2 separate regions of the Mus musculus genome follow, and region 1 is linked to region 2. The links are chromatin contacts, called in public promoter capture Hi-C maps. All regions are on one chromosome and are shown on one strand. The core of a region is the stretch at or near the end of the contact, and the rest is flanking DNA. Distances in the headings are between cores, read along the strand shown. Region 1 holds the start of Eef1e1 (eukaryotic translation elongation factor 1 epsilon 1). Region 2 overlaps Cage1 (cancer antigen 1).

Region 1 (4,323 bases), core at 1,222-3,721, 650 kb after region 2:
ACTGTGCCACATCCCTTGCCCTAGAACAGTTTACTTCTTACTTAAGCCAAGTCTCCAGAGGTCTGAGGAGACTATGTGTAGAGGTCTGAGGAGACTATGTGTAGAGGTCTGAGGAGACTATGTGTAGAGGTCTGAGGAGACTATGTGTAGAGGTCTGAGGAGACTATATGTAGAGGTCTGAGGAGACTATGTGTAGAGGTCTGAGGAGACTATGTGTAGAGGTCTGAGGAGACTATGTGTAGAGGTCTGAGGAGACTATGTGTAGAGGTCTGAGGAGACTATGTGTAGAGGTCTGAGGAGACTATGTGTAGAGGTCTGAGGAGACTATGTGTAGCAGTGGCTCAGCACCTGGCTTGTCTCTTATACCAATACTCTTTACTCATCTCTAAAACTACCACCACAGGGGAGTGGCCAGGCTGAGACACTTGTACCAGCAACCAGATATTTCCAGCTGTAAGCAATGTTTATCACCTCTTCATGCGATCAGACTTACTCAGGTCACTCAAAATGACAAGGACTGATCTACACGGTGAGTTCCAGGACAGCCAGAGCTACTTAGTGAGACCTTGTCTCCAAAACCAAACCAAACCTAGGACCACCAAACAAAACCCAAACCACCCAACCAAATCTGGGGAGAAAAGAGATGGCTGGGAGGTTAGGAGCACTAGCTGCTCTTCCAGAGGACCTGGGTTCAAGTCTCAGCACCCACATGGCAGTTCTTAACGATTTATATAACACTGAAATGTTGTATATAGGTGTATATATAATCTAACACGCACAATTCTTAATGCATGTTTAATTATCAGAAACATTATTTTCATAACAATTCTGGGATTCCGTAGCCTTCAAAGCAATCACGTTTGGCAGGGTTGGGGGTGGGTTGTTGTTGGTGGTGGTGGTGGTGGTGAGGGGGCAGGTTCTGAGTCCTTAGCCCAGGCTGGCCGAGAACTCTTGGTGATCCACCTTTCTCAGCTCCCCAAGTCCTGATGTGAGCTACTTCTAGCGGGTGGATAAGTAGTAGTTTCCTCATGTACTGATGTACCATAATCTAATGGACCTTGCTCCTACAGTTGGATCCTTAGACTGTTCCTTGTCATTATTATTGGGAATCTCGCTGAGCACATCGTAACTGCTGGTGTACTGTGGTTAGTTTTCAACTAAGGAAACACGGTGATTTCATCTCTAGTCTTTGGTCTGTACTCACAGAAAACCAGAAACTTTCAACTGGGACTCACTGTGAAACGTTTCCATTACACAAGGCACTAAAACCCAACTCTGAACTTCAAACTGAACTTGGTCTAAGACTGAACTTGGGTTTATTCTGTATTGCACTACTCTGTTTTGGGTGGCTTACTGGACCCAAACTTACATAGTAATTCACTGGTTTTCTACATCCTTCCAAGTCTAATCTCTTGAACACCAGCTTCTCACTGAAGCTTAAATCCCACCTCCTCTGTGGCACTGTGCCACTGTCCTCAATGTATTCCTCCCCTGTCGCTTGTCCTATTGGGCCCTTAATTGCTGGTGACTGTCCCTCATGCCTTGAAAGCAAGACTGTCTCTCATGTCTCGGCAAAGCCAAAAAAGAGGGTGTGCAAAGGAAACTGGGCTGAGGACAGAGCACATCACCTCTGGGGAGGATGGCCTTCGCAGCCTACGGCAGGCAAGTCATTTAACCTTTCCAGGTGCCACATTAAGTTACTGTGAACCCCACAATACCGCTACGATTTAGACATTAAAGGAAAAAACAAAACAAAACAAAACCTTTGGGCCCAAACAGGAACAAGCCATCTAGATCTGGAATCCCGTTCAAGGCACACTCTATGGTTTCCCACTACCATTCTTCCTCTAGTACCATCTTTCTACGGCAAATGATGAGTTACAAAGGACTCACTTTCTACACCCTAAGAAATCAGGATTCTTCTATCTCACCAAGCATTCCACTGCCCCACACCCGGAATCTTCCTCAATTCTCTGCACAATGCACATCCAAGCGGGTGTGTCGCCAGAATGAGCAGGGTCCTATTCCGTGTTCCCTCCGCCAGGCGGCTTCCAGGAATCTGTACCGCTCGCCCGGCCAGCCGCTGGAAAGGCGGTCGCTGAATGAAAGGACCAGGCACGGCTAACGGCCGCCTACAGGGATCTGAACCCCTGACTCTGCCCAGGCCTCCGCGAACTGGCTTTCTGCTCCCCGAGGGGAGGACGGTGACATTTGCCTGGAGGTCCAGACCGAGCCACGCGGCCCGCCCCGCACGCACGTGGGGAGCGGAGTCCATTCCGATGCCCCGGCCGGGTCGCGTAGGCTCCGGGTCACCCCGCCGCCCTGCTGCTTTCCTACCGCTGCGCCTCACCTGCCGCTCGCCCTGAGCACTGTACTTATTCCCCGGCTTCAGTCCCAGACTCTTCTCCAGCAGCCTCAACTCCGCGGCCGCCGCCATCTTCTGGCCCAGCTCCTAGGGAGGCGGGGCCTGCACAGCTAGGACCTTGATTGAGCAGGAAGTCCGGCCCCACAGATGTCTCCCACGATTGGCTGGGAGGACGGCAAGCGCGCCTGCGCGAAAGGGGCGGAGTCAGCTCAAGGCAGGGGGCGGTTCGTAATTAAGGGCGGGGCCAACCACATTCGGAGTCCGGTGGATTGCTCACAGTAGGCAGAGGAGAGCACGGAGTGTAGACAGTTTCACAGAAGAATGTATCCGAATCTTAGTTTTGTTTTCTGAGACAGGGTTTCTCTGTATAGCCCTGACTAACCTGGAACTCACTCTGTAGACCAGGCTAGCCTCGAACTCAGAAATTCGCCTGCCTCTGCCTCCCAAATGCTGGGATTAAAGGCATGCACCACCACTGCCTGGCTGAATGTATCCGAATCTTAAAGATTGAATCATTCATTACAATGCTTATAAAACTATTGTAGATCAGAAGAATAATTTAGATTATTTGTTTTATAAATATAAAGCATTGATTCCCAAACTCGTCAAATAGTTCTCCAAATAAGAAAATTATAGAACAATCTTAAATTAAAATAAGGATAAGGGCCAGTGACCTAGCAAGGGAACTTGAGATCTGTGGTTGTTTGAACGAAAATAAGCCCCCAACCGGGCGTGGTGGTGCACGCCTTTAATCCCAGCACTCGGGAGGCAGAGGCAGGGGCAGGCAGATTTCTGAGTTCGAGGCCAGCCTGGTCTACAAAGTGAGTTCCAGGACAGCCAGGGATACACAGAGAATCCCTGTCTCGAACCCCTCCTCTCCCCCCCCCCCAAAAGAAAGAAAATGAGCCTCCATATGCTCACCGGGAGTGTCACTATTGGCGTGACCTCGTTGGAGTAGGTGTGGCCTTGTTAGAGAAAATGTGGCAGTGGGGGTGGGCTTTGAGGTTTCAGATCCTAGTGGCATTCTTTTTTTTTTTTTTTCCTTGCCTCCTGCTGATCCAGATATAAAACTCTTGGCTCCTTCAGCATCATGTCTGCCTGCCTGGGGCCATGAGACTCACTGTAATGATAATGGACTAAATTTCTGAACCCGTAAGGCAGCCCTAACTAAATGTTTTTCTTTATAAAAGTTAATAGTAACTCATGGTGTCTCTTTACAACAATAGAAACTCTAACTGAGACAAGTTGAATCCTTATGTGGTGGTTTGAATAAAAATGGTGATTATAGGCAAATGAACAGTGACCAAGACAGAAGCTGGTACCAGGAACCAAGATGTTGCTGTGACAGGCTTGATTATTCTGTTTGTTGGGGTGTAGTCTCCCCTCCCCCAGCCTGAAACCTGCTTGTTCAGGGGTGGAGCTTCCTGCTCATTCGTTCTGCCACGCCCACTGCTAGAACCTGCGGAGGTGCACCTTTCTACTGGACCAGAGATTATTCGTCGGGAGTTGGGTCCCCTCCCCCTTCCTTTATAACTAGTGTCGCAACAATAAAATTTGAGCTTTGATCAGAATGAATTTGTCTTAGCTCCGTTTCTTCTTTCGCCCCGTCTAGATTCCTCTCTTACAGCTCGAGTGGCCTTCTCAGTCGAACCGTTCATGTTGCGAGCTGCTGGCGGCCGCAACATTGGGGGAATATGGAAGACTTTGGGACTTGGACTAGAAAAGTCTTTGGATGCTATAAGTGAAACTTAATGGACCTTCCTAGTAGGGGCATGGAAAACAATGCTGAGGGTGATTTGAACTATGGGGCCCAGATCAAGAAATTTCAGAGGGGAGGAATTTTAGTGAGTGGCCAAGAAACCATTCTTATGATATTTTAGCAAAGAATGTAGTAGCTCCCTTGTGCCCTTGTCCTAAAATTAAAAAAACAAACAAACAAACAAACAAAAAAACCAACC
Region 2 (4,555 bases), core at 455-2,954:
CCTCAACCTGAGCTCAATTCCCAGAACCCACAGTGGAAGGAGAATAACTGAGTCCCTTTGACTTACACACACACACACACACACACACACACTCGGCAGATGTTTTTACCTGGTTTAGGTCATAACATAGATCATTTTGTACCCTTAGAACTGTGCCACTATTTAAGATGTTAGAACATTTTCTATGCCTCGATTTCTTCTGCTTCTAATGTTGATCATCATTTTTAGAAATTGACAAGCACACAGGACAATCTCTGTATCTGTGTTGTATCGTAGAAACAAGCTAAGGGGGTTCTTGTCTTCCTCTTCCTAACTTGGACCTGACATAAACCCTGATACCCCAAACTTCCAGCCCATCTCTGACATTTTGTATATGCAGGTGTTCAGAATTTGGATTTGGGATGGGGATAAGATAAGAGTGGCTCTTAGACCCATCTATTGATCTCCGTCGTCTAGATTCCTGTTCTCCAGGTTGTATACTTTCATAATCAACCAGGCTAGGCTAGTCAGCTAGCCCCTTCTTGGAAAGGATGTGAAAGACTAGGGTCTGGGGGACAGGTTGAACTGTGTCCTGGCCGTTCTGTTGTTTGGGCTTGCACAATAACTTTTGTTGATTTGGTTGGTTTTTGGTTTTTTTTAAGACGGGGTGGGGGTGGGGGTTCTCTGTGTAGCCCTGATGGTCCTGGAACTCCATCTGTAGACCAGGTTGACCTCAAACTCAAAGATCCATCTGCACTGCATTCCCAAGGGCTGGGATTAAAGACATATCAGCACACCTAGCTGCCCAGGAATTGTAAGGTGTGGCAGTCCCATCTGGAGAAGGCTGGGTCATGATGGAAGGTCCATGTCCTGTGTATTGCAGTAGTGCCAATGGCAGTTTATTGGAGCCTGCATGTCTACCCACAGCTGCCTCTGTCAGTGGTAAGGTTTCTCATTTGTGTGGGTTTGCAAACAGATGCTCAGGTAACCAACCACATGCGTGGGGGCTGTTCTCCCACTCTGGTTAGGGGATCCTCTGACAGGCAGAACGGGGTATCACGAACTCTGGGGAGTGGAGCTGTGGGCTGGTGATACTCTGGCAGGGAAAGATTAGCTGCAGGGTGGCTCTCTGGGGTAAGTGGTTTGGCAAGCAACAGTTGCTGGCGCTCAGCAGTTCCTCTTTACCCTGTGGGAGTAACCCTGCCACAAAGCTGTCACTGAAGGAGGAGGGAAGTCTTGTGTGCTGGTTCCCATTGCTGAGCTGTGGTCCAGCTTCCAAATGGGCCCATATGTGCTCACCAACTGTGCCTGCTCAGTTCTGGGGCCCAGGGTGGCCTTTGGCAAACTTGATGACTGACTGACTGCCATGTTCGATATTGGGGCTCTCAGGACCAATTTGCCCTACAGCCCCCTGAGAGTCTGCTGTGTGGTGGCTGTCTGTCCACCAGGTGGGAGAGGGTTGGATGGGGAGGGAGGCAGTGCTGACAAGCCCAGGTCTGTTCTGCAGATCAACTGCTGGCACAGGCAGGATGGCAGTTCCACCCAGAAGCGGGAACTACCATCCTGGTAGTTGGTGGTGGATTGTAGCTGGTGTTGGTGGGGATGCAGTGAAGACAGCTGATTCCTGACATAGTCAGCTGGAGAGAACTGACTTCTTGTGTCTCCTTCCGGTGGGCAGGCGAGTGGCCAATCCTCACCATAGCTCTACCACCCACAGGGGTGGGGCCATGGTAGCTTCTTGTAAGAGCTCTTCCTGTGGCTGGACAGCCCGGAAGACAGGAACAGCACCTCACAGCCTAGCAGCCAGGTTACCCAAGGCCAATGAAGATTAAAAAATAAATAAATAAACGAAATCCAAGATTATAAGTCTCAAACTGCCTGAGATACTTTTGCTTTGGATTAAATGTAAGCTGGTGGTACCTTTTTAAGAAGTTCGTTTGTAATACCAAAATTCTCAGAAAAAGCTGTAAAACCCTTGAAAACAGTAGAAGGCAAGGAAGCAGTCTGCCAGAAGCCAGGCTGTGCCCCAGATGCAAGAAGTAATAAAGTAGCTTGTTTGGAACCAGGTTGGTGTTGGTGTGTGTGTGTGTGTGTGTGTGTGTGTGTGTGTGTGTGTGTGTGTGTGTGTGTGTGTGTGTGATGGTTTAGTCTATACTAAAGGATACAGCACGCCCTGTTATCCTATTTCTAAGAGTCAGAGGGAAAAAAACTTTAGAAGTCAGAAAATAAAACAAAACATCAGTAGACAGTCAAAAAATTTTACAAAAAAATAGTTTTCTTAACTTACTGTGCAATCTGAGAATGTGATATCTCAAGTCTTTGGTCAGCACATTTGATAATTTCTTCATATGACGTTACCTTGAGAAAACAATTTTTTTTTTATAAATACAAGTATTTGTATTTAATTTTGTTTTCTTCGTTTAAAAATCTTTACAAGTTGAAGTTTAATTATTTGACGACAATAAGTAAAATTTTTACAACAGACAAAACATTCGTTTTCTATTTTGGTATCAGAAATATGAATAATGCCGGGTTTGGTGGCGCACACCTCTAATCCCAGCACTCGGGAGGCAGAGGCAGGTGGATTTCTGAGTTCGAGGCCAGCCTGGTCTACAAAGTGAGTTCCAGGACAGCCAGGGCTATACAGAGAAACCCTGTCTCGGGAAAAAAAAAAAAAGAAAGAAAAAGGAAAAAAAGAAAAGAAATATGAATAACAATGATTTTAAATACTCTCATCATGGAAATGGGAGTCCCAGAAACTCACTGTAATCTACTGTGTTCCTCACAGTGACAGAAGGGCCAGGTAACAATTATAGCCTATTAGGTTAAATTAATGCGGTCTTGGTTGGCTTATGCCTGCAATTTCAGTACCTGTGGGGCTGAGGCAACAGAATTTGGGATTCCAAGGCCAGACTGGGCCACATTGTCGCAAAAGACCAAAATGAAAACAAACAAAAAAAGTAAAGTAAAACACTAACTTGGTAAGATGTTTAGTTACTTTGAAGGTAAAATAACAAAATGAAGACTTTCTTGAGCACGTCCCAGCTGGCTACCCAGCTAATGAGGGCATTTAACATGCATTGGGAGATGGGGGGCGCCATTAGGGGTAAAAGTGGCAAACCTCAGATCCCTTTAGTTCTGGAGTTCCGTTAGATCTGATGTGAGGTTGGGGTTAAGTTTAGCATCAGTGTTTGGTTTGGTCTTTATGCTGAGGACCAAAAGCAGGGCACATGCTGGGCAGACGGCCTCCCATCTGGGCCACACCCCAGCCTGACATTTTCTGAAGAAGGTTTTGTTTTGTTCTGTTTTGTTCCTGTGGGGAGACAAGTACCTTATTTATCAGGCTGCCTACGTGTCTCCGGTACTTGTCATTCTCCTCAATGAGTCTGCTGTAGTGGTCTTCTTTGCTCTCCAGAAGCCCTCCCAGCTTTGTAATCTATGGAGAGACATCAGCGAAAATGTAACCTGGAAACCACCATGTAACGGGTGTAAAATAAAATGAAACCCATCAGCTCTAACTTATTGCACTGCCCTCTGAAACTGAGTTCTAATGGAGTGAGTCATGACACAGATGGCCAGATCTGGGGGTGAGTTGCATACAGAGCAGCAGTTATGATAGACTTTTATTGATTCTGTTATTTTCTACTGTGAAATAGCTTTGCAAATAGCCAAGCATCTGCTAGTACCTGCAAACACGAATCACACCCAGGTCTCGTTACCATCCTTTGCACAGACAGCCCACGCAGAGACATGCTGTGATGTGTGTGACAATGTAGATCCTCCCTTGCAAACAATACACGTGTCTAAGGCTTGGCTTCATGTACTTCACAGTCCAGCCTACTGTCCATTTTTTTTTTGCAAGAATACTATTGAAATTAAATATTATATGGGTTGGCGAGGTGGCTTCATATGGAAAGGCACCTGTAGCCATAGCTGATGATCTGAGTTCTATCCCCTAGACCCACACAGAAAGGGGAAAACTGACTCCTGCAAGTTGTCCTCTGACCTCCATGTGTGCCATGGCACTTTGCATGACAACACACACATATCAATCAAATATAATAAAAGTTTTAAATAAAAAGTTAATTTCTTTGAGAGTGGCATTTAGGGTCATTAGGAAAGCTTATTAATAATTTTCTCTCAAAGCTAATTTTCAAAGAAATTATAGAAGAAAAACTGCAGAAAACACCCTACTAAATAGCAGTGCTAAGAGTGATTTTTCAGGGCTGGAGAGATGGCTCAGCGATTAAAAGCACTGACTGCTCTTCTGAAGGCCCGGAGTTCAAATCCCAGCAACCACATGATGGCTCACAACTATCCATAATGGGATCTTCTGGCATGTCTGAAGACAGCTATAGTGTACTTACATATAATAATAAATAAATCTCTGGGCCGGAGCGTGGGGGGCCAGAGTGAACAGAGGTACTGAGTTCAATTCGCAGCAACCACAACCATCTGTCCGGCTACAATGTACTCATATACATAAAATAAATAAATCTTTAAAAAGAGTGATTTTCAGTCTTCTTACATTTTACATATACTCATATATCGGTAGAGGAGGACCCTACGGAGCAAT

The links. Promoter capture Hi-C pulls out the DNA fragments that hold promoters and counts their contacts.
Region 1: a contact with region 2 is called in a promoter capture Hi-C map of the HPC-7 cell line. The contact joins the promoter of Eef1e1 here to the enhancer-like site in region 2. A contact is called at or near these places in 3 of 39 promoter capture datasets (the HPC-7 cell line, frontonasal cranial neural crest and pre-B cells), 4 of 115 datasets of contacts at active chromatin or transcription factors (the NIH/3T3 cell line, astrocytes, embryonic limb bud and 1 more) and 1 of 9 other capture datasets (adipose tissue).

The regions. Positions count from the first base shown.
Region 1 is chr13:38,656,557-38,660,879 of GRCm38.p6, forward strand. It overlaps Eef1e1 (eukaryotic translation elongation factor 1 epsilon 1), which reads right to left and starts at 2,472. Exons shown (of 4, transcript NM_025380.2): 1 at 2,351-2,472. The coding sequence starts at 2,437.
Region 2 is chr13:38,009,082-38,013,636 of GRCm38.p6, forward strand. It overlaps Cage1 (cancer antigen 1), which reads right to left. Exons shown (of 13, transcript NM_027724.2): 10 at 3,311-3,415; 11 at 2,267-2,337. Among named protein-coding and RNA genes, the nearest start is that of Ssr1, 17 kb to the left of the region's middle. Within about 2 kb of position 1,705, at least 107 of the 459 cell types and tissues checked have an H3K27ac peak or open chromatin away from gene starts, as enhancers often do. A contact at or near this core is called in the HPC-7 cell line and fetal liver, where this site is marked.